Regions from separate parts of the Sus scrofa genome. Here regions 2 and 3 are each linked to region 1. The links are chromatin contacts, called in public HiChIP or PLAC-seq and promoter capture Hi-C maps. All regions are on one chromosome and are shown on one strand. Each heading gives the region's core, a stretch centred on a gene start, on an enhancer-like site or on the middle of the called end of the contact. The rest is flanking DNA. Distances are from core to core; before and after follow the strand shown. Region 1 holds the start of SIRT1 (sirtuin 1). Region 2 holds the start of ATOH7 (protein atonal homolog 7). Region 3 holds the start of PBLD (phenazine biosynthesis-like domain-containing protein).

Region 1 (3,024 bases), core at 179-2,678:
TTTAGATGGGACATTGGAGATACATTTTCGAAATTATAACTTTTTTTTTTAAAGGAGGAAACATCTTAGATTGCTTTCTTAAGTTCAAACAAGTAATTGGCATGGTAGAGGCAGGACCCACTTTAAGCTTAAGGGCTGATTTATTGTAAATTCAGAGAGGTCCCTTCAGTGGCTAGAAACGCCATGCTGCAGAGGCAGATGCCTACCAAACTTGGCCATACTATAACACATCCTTAGTTAAGGTAGGCTATGAAGTCACAAGAGTTCTGGAATGTCAGGAAAAGTGGAAAGTAGAAGGCCTTCAAGTAGGGCAGGACTAATATTTTAGCTCTATTTAGCCCTCACTTTATATCCAGCAATCTTATGTAACTATTTTTTTTTCCCAGCCTGACCTGCTGCATGTGGAAGTTCTGGGGCCAGGGATTGACCCAAGCCGCTGCAGTAACAACGCTAGATCCCAAGACTGTGCCACAAGAGAACCCGCTACCTTAATTCTCAGCACAACTCTACCATTGCAGAGATTAGGACAGTGGGTGTAGAAAGGCTAAATAAATGGCTCAAGGTCAATCAGAAAGACCTCAAGTTCGAAACCAAACCGATGTTTATAAGGGCCAAGTCATGCTCAGTTCAGCTCTCCTCATGAGGCCCCACTTGGCCCAATATACTCATTTTGAAGCCCAGAAAAGATAAATCACACACATTTGGAGCTAAGTTGGGGCCTGAAATCGAACAGGCTGATCCCTACCCGGCCCCCCACCGTCAAACCTCTTTCTAGGGCAGATACATGCTTTTAATGGTCTAACAATGTATATCACCCTCTGAGTAATGGAGAGAGGGAGAAAAATAAACCGGCTAAGGAGAGAAGCAAGCAGAAAATAGGAGCTGAAGAGTACCCGCCAGAACGGTTTGAGGAGGGTGAAGAGTGAGGTGTGTGTCCTTTTGCCTCTACTCATACAGGTTAACAAAACAGACCCATCACCTAGCTTATTTGGCCAGCTTCATTCCCTATCGCCTTTCAGGAACTAAGTTTTAAGCCTTAACGTTAAGTCCAGAAAAGACTAAGTGAGGAGAGCAAGGTGTGCACTTTAGGCAGAAGTGGAAATTCGCAGTGCAAACCAAAACTTGAGCTAACCGGGCAGCAGTGATTTGAGGACAGCTTGAAAGAGAAGTTTGGCTGAGAGAAGCGCCTGCAGCGGAGGGGTGGGGCCACAGCACCCTGCAGCGTTTGCTCCTGGCCCCCACCGCCTCCGCTTGCCACGTGACCCGCCGTGTTGTGGTCCGGCCCGCGTGGGTGGCGGGAGCTGCGGGTGGGCGGGGGCGAGGAGGGGCGGGTCACGTGACGGGGTTTAAATCTCCCGCAGCCGGAGCCGCGGGGGCGCCAGTGCCGCGAGTCGAGCGGGAGCAGAGGAGGTGAGGGAGGAGGGCCAGAGAGGCAGTTGAAAGATGGCGGACGAGGCGGCGCTCGCCCTTCAGCCCGGCGGCTCCCCCTCGGCGGTGGCGGCTGAGAGGGAGGCCCCGTCGCCCCCCGCCGGGGAGCCGCTCCGCAAGAAACCGCGGAGAGACGGCCCGGGCGTCGGGCGGAGCCCGGGCGAGCCTGGTGGGGCGGCCTTGGAGCGTGAGCTGCCGGCGGCGGCGGGCGGCTGCCCGGCGGCGGCGGTGCTGTGGCGGGAGACCGCTGCGGGCGGGGAGCGGGAGGCCCAGGCGGCTGCGGCGGCAGGAGAAGGAAACAATGGGCCGGGCTTACAGGGCCTATCCCGGGAGGCGCCCCCGGCCGACGACTTCTACGACGACGACGACGACGACGAGGGCGAGGAGGAGGAAGAGGCGGCGGCAGCGGCGGCTATTGGGTACCGAGGTGCGCAGGGCGCGGGCGGCCGGGACTGCGCATCCCCCCGCCTCCTCTCGGGGCCCCTCCTGATGTGGGGTGGGGGAGTCTCGGGCAGGCTGGGGGCTCGTGGCTGGCTTTGTAGCGTCCCCCTCCCAACCAGGGCCCTCAGCTGCGCGCCTCCGCGGCTGCAGGCCTGGCTGCAGGAGCGGCCCGTCGACTCTATCCCTCCCTCGCCCTCTCCCCGCCCTCCTCCCCTCAGTCCCAGGCCCGCCCCGGCGGCCTTGCGCTTTGCGCAGCCGCGGGGCTGGCGAGCCTCGCAGTGGATTTTAAAATAAGTTTCTCTTTCCTCCTACTCTTTTAGCATATTGCTTTTGTTAAGTGTTTTTTGCTTCTCCGCCCTTTCTCCCCTCGCCCCGCACAGTTAAACCTGCAACTTTTGACTGTCCCTGATAACAACCATTTGCAGTTGACTTTGCAAACTGACACCTGTGCAATTTGTTGTTGTTTTTGAGGGCCTTTATTTATAAACTTGTTTTGAAATTTAAAAGAGTAAAGCTGTTTCTAAAGTCACAACCTGCAAAATTTGAAGAGCATAGCTGTTTCTACAGGCATCACTTTGGTGCAGTTAATAGAGGGCATAGGAGAGAAATAGGTTTTAGAATACTTTGTGTGAATAGTGTTTTTTCTCTAAATCATATTCTTATAGTGGTTTTTAGATTAAGTGTCTGTGTGTGTGTATGTAGCCCCGAAATACGAGTTGACGCTTTTCTGACCTACTAAAGCAGATACAGTATATGATGGTTGTATATGTCTCGTCATCTTTGAGTGTGTCATGTTTTCTAGCTGGATAGACGTGTTTTTATTAATCTTTTATTGGTAAATACAATCTGGGCCATTTGACCTGTGTAAAGCTTACGACGTGTGCATTAGGGACTGGAGTGGAAAAACGACCCCTGTTTTCAAGGAACAGTTTAATAGTGGGAATGAATAGTGCAAATATCTTAGTGTATGTTTAGTATTATGTATTATAAATGTATTTTTACATGTACATATATGCAAGTTGCCGTAGTTATATTTGCACCACCTTTGAATAAGTTTTTTGGAGTTTTTTGGCTGCACCTGCAGCATGTCGAAGTTCCTGGGCCAGGGATCCAACACTCCCCACTGCAGCGACAACTTGAGATCTTAACCCACTC
Region 2 (2,914 bases), core at 123-2,622, 310 kb after region 1:
AGATTGACCCAGTCCCGCTCCGAGCCGAATCGCTCGGCCTCAGCCAGGATGCGGGTCAGAGCCATGATGTAGCTCAGCGCCATCTGCAGGGTCTCGTACTTGGACAGCTTTTTATCCTGGCCCCACTGGGGTACCACCCTGCGCAGGCGGTCGAAGGCCGTGTTGAGACCCTGCATGCGGCGGCGCTCGCGCGCGTTGGCCGCTAGGCGCCTGCGCGCCGCACTCTCCAGCCGCCCAGCCCCTGCGCACGTGCCCGCGCATTCGGCTGCGCCACCCGTGCACGGGGGCGCGGCACGCGCTCCCGCCGCCGCCGGGGGATTGCAGGGTTTGCACGACTTCATTCCCCGCCGGAAGGAGGGAGGCGCAGATCTCACTTGTCAGCTCAGGACCTGCGTGTGGGTTGGTGTATGCAGTCGCTCCGCAACTTGGTTCCTCTTAACAAATAAGTCATGCAAAAAGCAGCCCGCGTGGAATCTAAGTCTGCAGTGGGGAGTGCGGGGCTCCGCCCTTTGTCCTACTGGATAGCCAGACTGATGTCTTCACTTGCCAAAATTTAGGGGAAATTGGGATGCTGAAGAGAAGTCATTTTCCCAACATGAAACTGATGTGAGAAGGGAACCTTCTTGCAGCAGAATTGGTGTGGCTGATTCGCGGAAGGTCTCTCAAGTCCTCCGGGAAAGCCCAAGACTTCTTTTCCGGAAGACGAAATCTTTCCCGAAGCTTAGATAGGAAAGGAGCGCCTCTTCCGCAGTAGTTGTCGGAAAAGTGCCGGGTGAATCTTTGAAGGAGAATTTATAGCAGAAGGCTGAAGGAGGGAACAGGTGGTGGCAGGTGGGCGGGCGTCCCTCGGCTTCCATCTCAGCACCTTCCTACCCTGGGAACTGCAGGGGGGGAAAGGGGGACGACGCACAGCAAAATCCTGACATTACAGCCTTCGTCTGTTGGAAGTTTCTCCAAAGCTATGTCCTACACTAACACACCATCTGGAGTGGTCTGGCTGTCCCCAAGAGAATAACAAGGTGGGGGTGGGGAAGGGCTTGGTCTTTCTTTTCCCATATCAGCAGGCAGCATACATATCAAAAACTGAACCAAAGTTTTAAAATTATTAGAAATCACTTGTGTCAATATGTTGGTTTTAGATTAAGATATGTAGAAGCTTAGTGGTACAAGATTCGCTTTTCAAGATGTGACAATTTTGCATAAGGCCGACTGAATACATGCATTTGATTTTAGCTATTAAGTTGGGACAAATTAGCAGATCCTAGTATTATTTCAGACCTAAGATTTTACTGTGCAAATAATTTGGCTGTTTTCTGCAGAATATTATAGCATATCAAAAGATATTAATGTACTCACAAATGTAGAAAGCAAACTTACAGTTACCAAAGGGGTGGGGAGGGGGCCAAATTAGGAGTTTGGGGTTAACATATATGCACTACTATATATAAAATAGATGGACAAGAACCTACTATATAGCACAGGGAACTATATTCAATATCTTGTAATAACCTATAATGGAAAAGAATCTGAAAAAAATATAAATGTAAGTATGCATAACTGAATCACTCTGCTATACAACTGAAACTAATACAACTTTTTAAATTAACTATACTTCAATTAAAATGGTTAAAATAAAAAAGATATTAATGTTATGTAAAAATGTATATTATACAATATATTAGATTGCATGAGTTTGTATACTTCGGTAGATTCAGAATCTATGCCCCATTTCTCCGGACGCATATTTATAAATGTTTTCAGGACACAGATTGAGATGATAATCAATTATTTAATTTGACTTTTACATCTAATAAAACTAATTATAATGCAAATATATGTGTGAAAGTGAAGCATCTAAGTGATTTGTGAGGTTTTAAAAAATAATTCCTAATGGAAGATTTTTTTTTCCCCACCTCATAAAGCTATAAATATTTCATACTACTTGGAACTTGTGTCAACTGTCCTTAGGAATAATACTGAAGCATGATTTCCACTATTGATAGTGAAATGATTTATATATAGATAAGCCATTAAGTTGATTCTCTTATCTCAGCCTCTTTCTACTTCTTTAGAAGAGTAAAGTAGCAAGGAAACCAGCTCAAATAGATTCAAGCCAGAATCATTTCTGAATTCTTTGGGAAGACCAAGTATGTTCTTTCCCCTCTTGAAATATGGATTATGTTGGCATTATTCCCAAATATTTTTGTATAATTAAATTATCAACAAGCTCCCACAAATCAGTTTTTTAATAATCAATGAATTTTATTAAATTTATAACTGTACAACCATCATCACAACCCAAATTTAGAACATTTCCATCCCAAACCCCTAGTCCACCCCTCCGTCCCCAACACCTGTCCCCTTTGGTAATCATAAATTTTCTAGTCTGTGATTCTTTTTCTCTTCTGCAAATAAGTTCATTTGTATTCTTTTTTAAGATTCCTTTTAACTGTGTCTTGCTTCCCTTGCCATTGCTTTAGACCAAAACCCTATTGTGACTGCCCTGACTCCAAGTCCTGTCTTCCCATAAATAGTTGATTAATCCCCAGCTGAAGCAATGACAATGAAATGAAGTTGAGTAACATGAAGACAATAGAATGCAATTGAACATTAATGATCTCCAGCATGACAGATGTTGAACACAGAATTTTGCATGGAGCCACTCAGCTCTATTACTCTGATTCTTAACAGTCTTGGTCAGGAACAGCAGTCCTGTGACAGGAGGATGTTTGATGACTATGTTTAGTCATCAGAATGTCAAATACTTTTTTTTGAGTTTTCATGGAAATCGGGTCTACCAATGCTATTATTTCTCCTGTTCATTTATCTTTTCCCTTTCCCCCAACAAGCCTTTTCTGTGCTACTCTTTGGAATGTTTCCCTACAAAACATACTGTTCTGGACACTTTTGACCA
Region 3 (2,798 bases), core at 33-2,532, 400 kb after region 1:
GCGCTCTCCCATCCCCCCAAGCCAGTCGCTCTGCTGCGCAGCTCCCTCAGCGGTTGCCACCGCCGGAGACGGTTGGAAGAACCGTTGTGGGAGCGCTACACGAGGCAGGCGACTTCTCCTTCTCCACGACCGGGCCCCGCAAGCAGCGGAGTCGGCGCTACTGTCGCTCGACAGGGTATCTGAAGTAAAAGGGGGTAGGTTGGGATGGTGGTTTCGAGAGTGGAGTCGGGAGAAGGACGAAAGAGAAACTGGGAGGGGGTGGGGCGGGGCGAAGTGTGGAGGTCGCCGCTCGGAGGTGGCCAGGCTGCGCCCCCCCGGGCGATCTCTCACTTCGGGGGCGGCCTGCCGGGCGGGGGGGGGACTTACTCAGGGGGGATTTAGTGGACGAAGCCGAGGCCCGAAGTGGGGCTCATCACGCATTTCCCGTCTTTTCCCTGCTGGTTTGGCTTCCGCCATTTTGGGTACGGTGGCGCGGCCACCTGGGCTTCCCGCCCTTCTCCTCTCTTTCTGCTTCTTGCCCCTTAGCTTCCGAAAACTGATTTAGGAGTCCGGGGAGGGGGGCGGTGGTTAGAGCGCCTCGGAAGGGATGTGGGTGGGGAAGGAAGCGAGCTGGGAAAGGCTGGGCACTTGGGTGGGGGGAGGCTCAGGGCCTTCGGGCGCGCTCCGGTTGGAAATGGCGCCGGATGGGCCTGGCCTCCCACCGCGGCCTCCCTTCCTCCGCAGTCTCAGCTGGGCTACCTGGGCTGGCGGGACTGCGAGTGACTTCTGACGCAGATTCCCAAGATGAGAGAGGCTGGAGCTGGGGGAGGAAAGCCAATGGCGACGAAGGCGCTCAACTCCCAAACCCGGGACAAAGGAGGCAGACGGCCTCCTTTGTAATTCCGCCGCCGGGTGGCGAAGGTTTTTAAGCCAAGCTTTGCTGCCGAACGGGAAGGGGGGGAAGGGGCGTACTCTCCCTAGCTCTCTGGTCTCTAGGGCAGCTAGATAAAACGAAAAGCCTCCGGGGAGGAATAAAGGACGCTTAGCCGGCCCTTATATTCCAGGTTTGGAGCTTCGAAAAGAGTACGTACTCATTTTCCAAAGGGTTTTTTCCACTTAAACCGTATTGGGAGACTTTATGGGTAATTGTAAGCAGAAAAGCGGGTGACTTACCGAATAGGAATGTGCAGTGGGGCTTATTTCAAGCAGGTGAACCAAGATACGACTTTCTGAACCTTTGGGCGGGGGCGGGATGGTTTAGCAATGGTTTTGTGTAGTTTGGCGAATACTGTGTTAGAATTTAAGTAGGTGGTTTACTTTTGGGAAACAGTTGTTAAAAAACAACCAGTGATGGAAAAAATGTGTGTATAGGAATTGCGTTATCGGCTTTCACCAATCTCCAAGATTTTTATTTTGTGCAAAGATTGTTTTGGCATTAAGGCTGTGGAAATAAAATACTTCAAAATACAGTTAGGGTTTATTTTCTTTCGGTAGCTAAGCGAATTTTCTATTTGGCTTAGGACTATAGTAACATTTTGGCGAAGAAAATAACCCTACTCAACAGAAAAACAAACTGCAAGCCCAGTCATGTGGTGCTGTGATTTTTTTTTTTTTTTTTTCGGTCCTTAGAACATTGGAGAACTGGGTCTGTAATTTTCACTGAAAACTGTGCAAAGTAAAGGACAGGCAAGGCATGAGACTTCCAATAATGCATATGAATCTTTACAAGTGTGTTTATTTTTTCATCTTTAAAAATGAAAAAGATCTTCATGATGTTGAAGATGTTCTGTGTTTCTATGCACTTGTAAAGACATATAGCCCAGTTTCTTATAAAGTCTTGTGTGGTGTAACAGCTTCCCTGATTGGATTACCCTAGAAACCTTTTTTCCTGCCCTTCATCTGCATCATGATTTGGAAATGCATCTAAATTGCTTTTTATATTTTAAACAACTGTGTAGTTTTGGTATTCTTACTTTGTTAAACAAGTGATTGAACTGCAGTGGGTGGTAACTTTGTTCTAGAAAAGAAATCCGTTTAGACACCTCACCTCCAAGTAGTAGTGTGTGAGTCTATTTTTATTTAAAATTGAGCAAGCACAATGAAAAGGGAATGATTTCCATTTTATTTAAGCATTTCATCACCACTTCTGACCAAAATTTTGAAGTTACCTCTCATTTTTTAATTTTCTGGCCAAACCTGTGCCACAGCTGTGACACCACAGGATCCTTCTTAACCTGCTGACCAAGGAACTTTTTTAGAAGCATGGTTTAGGGTTGTTTATTAATGTATCAAACCCTTTATGTTATAAAGGAATTTTATCTCATTTGGCTTCTAAGATGTTTTTTCTTAACAGCTTTGAGATACAGTTCACAGATCGTTAACTTCATCCATTTAAAATCATACAGTAGTGGTCTTCTGTGACTGGTTTCTTTCACTTAGCCTAATGTTTAGGAAATTACATTAAAAATTTCATACAGAACTGACAAACTGTGTATTTCAGCTGCTGGTGTTTTGATTGATGCTAACACTAGAAATTTTTAAAGCAGAATTGCTGTGACACTTGTAAAGAAAGGTTGAGAAGGATTATCCTGAATAATTGGTAAACACTTTTTTTAGGTAGTTTCTGAGACAACTTTATTAAGGTATCAGAACAGATTGGTGTTTTTTTTTTTTTTTTTTTTTTATGCCTTCAGGTTTTGTCTTGGTTTGGTTTTGTAAATAGAATTCCAGGTTCTAATTTTGAGTTTTGAAGAGTTAGTAGAGTGTGGGTTACTTTGTTGTGTACTCATTCACATGGGATGGAGAGTCATTCTGAAGTA

What was found. Promoter capture Hi-C pulls out the DNA fragments that hold promoters and counts their contacts. HiChIP or PLAC-seq counts read pairs in DNA pulled down with a chosen protein or histone mark.
Region 2: a contact with region 1 is called in a promoter capture Hi-C map of fetal liver, with 2.7 times the contacts expected there. The contact joins the promoter of ATOH7 here to the promoter of SIRT1 in region 1. A contact is called at or near these places in 1 of 5 promoter capture datasets (fetal liver) and 1 of 2 datasets of contacts at active chromatin or transcription factors (skeletal muscle).
Region 3: an H3K27ac HiChIP or PLAC-seq map of skeletal muscle shows a contact between it and region 1. The contact joins the promoter of PBLD here to the promoter of SIRT1 in region 1. A contact is called at or near these places in 2 of 5 promoter capture datasets (fetal liver and fetal skeletal muscle) and 2 of 2 datasets of contacts at active chromatin or transcription factors (alveolar macrophages and skeletal muscle).

The regions. Positions count from the first base shown.
Region 1 is chr14:71,089,739-71,092,762 of Sscrofa11.1, forward strand. SIRT1 (sirtuin 1) reads left to right here and starts at 1,429. Exons shown (of 9, transcript NM_001145750.2): 1 at 1,429-1,855. The coding sequence starts at 1,444.
Region 2 is chr14:71,401,107-71,404,020 of Sscrofa11.1, forward strand. ATOH7 (protein atonal homolog 7) reads right to left here and starts at 1,373. Exons shown (of 1, transcript XM_005671039.3): 1 at 1-1,373. The coding sequence starts at 341.
Region 3 is chr14:71,486,260-71,489,057 of Sscrofa11.1, forward strand. PBLD (phenazine biosynthesis-like domain-containing protein) reads right to left here and starts at 1,283. Exons shown (of 10, transcript XM_021073523.1): 1 at 1,153-1,283. HNRNPH3 (heterogeneous nuclear ribonucleoprotein H3 (2H9)) reads left to right here and starts at 36. Exons shown (of 10, transcript NM_001243555.1): 1 at 36-194.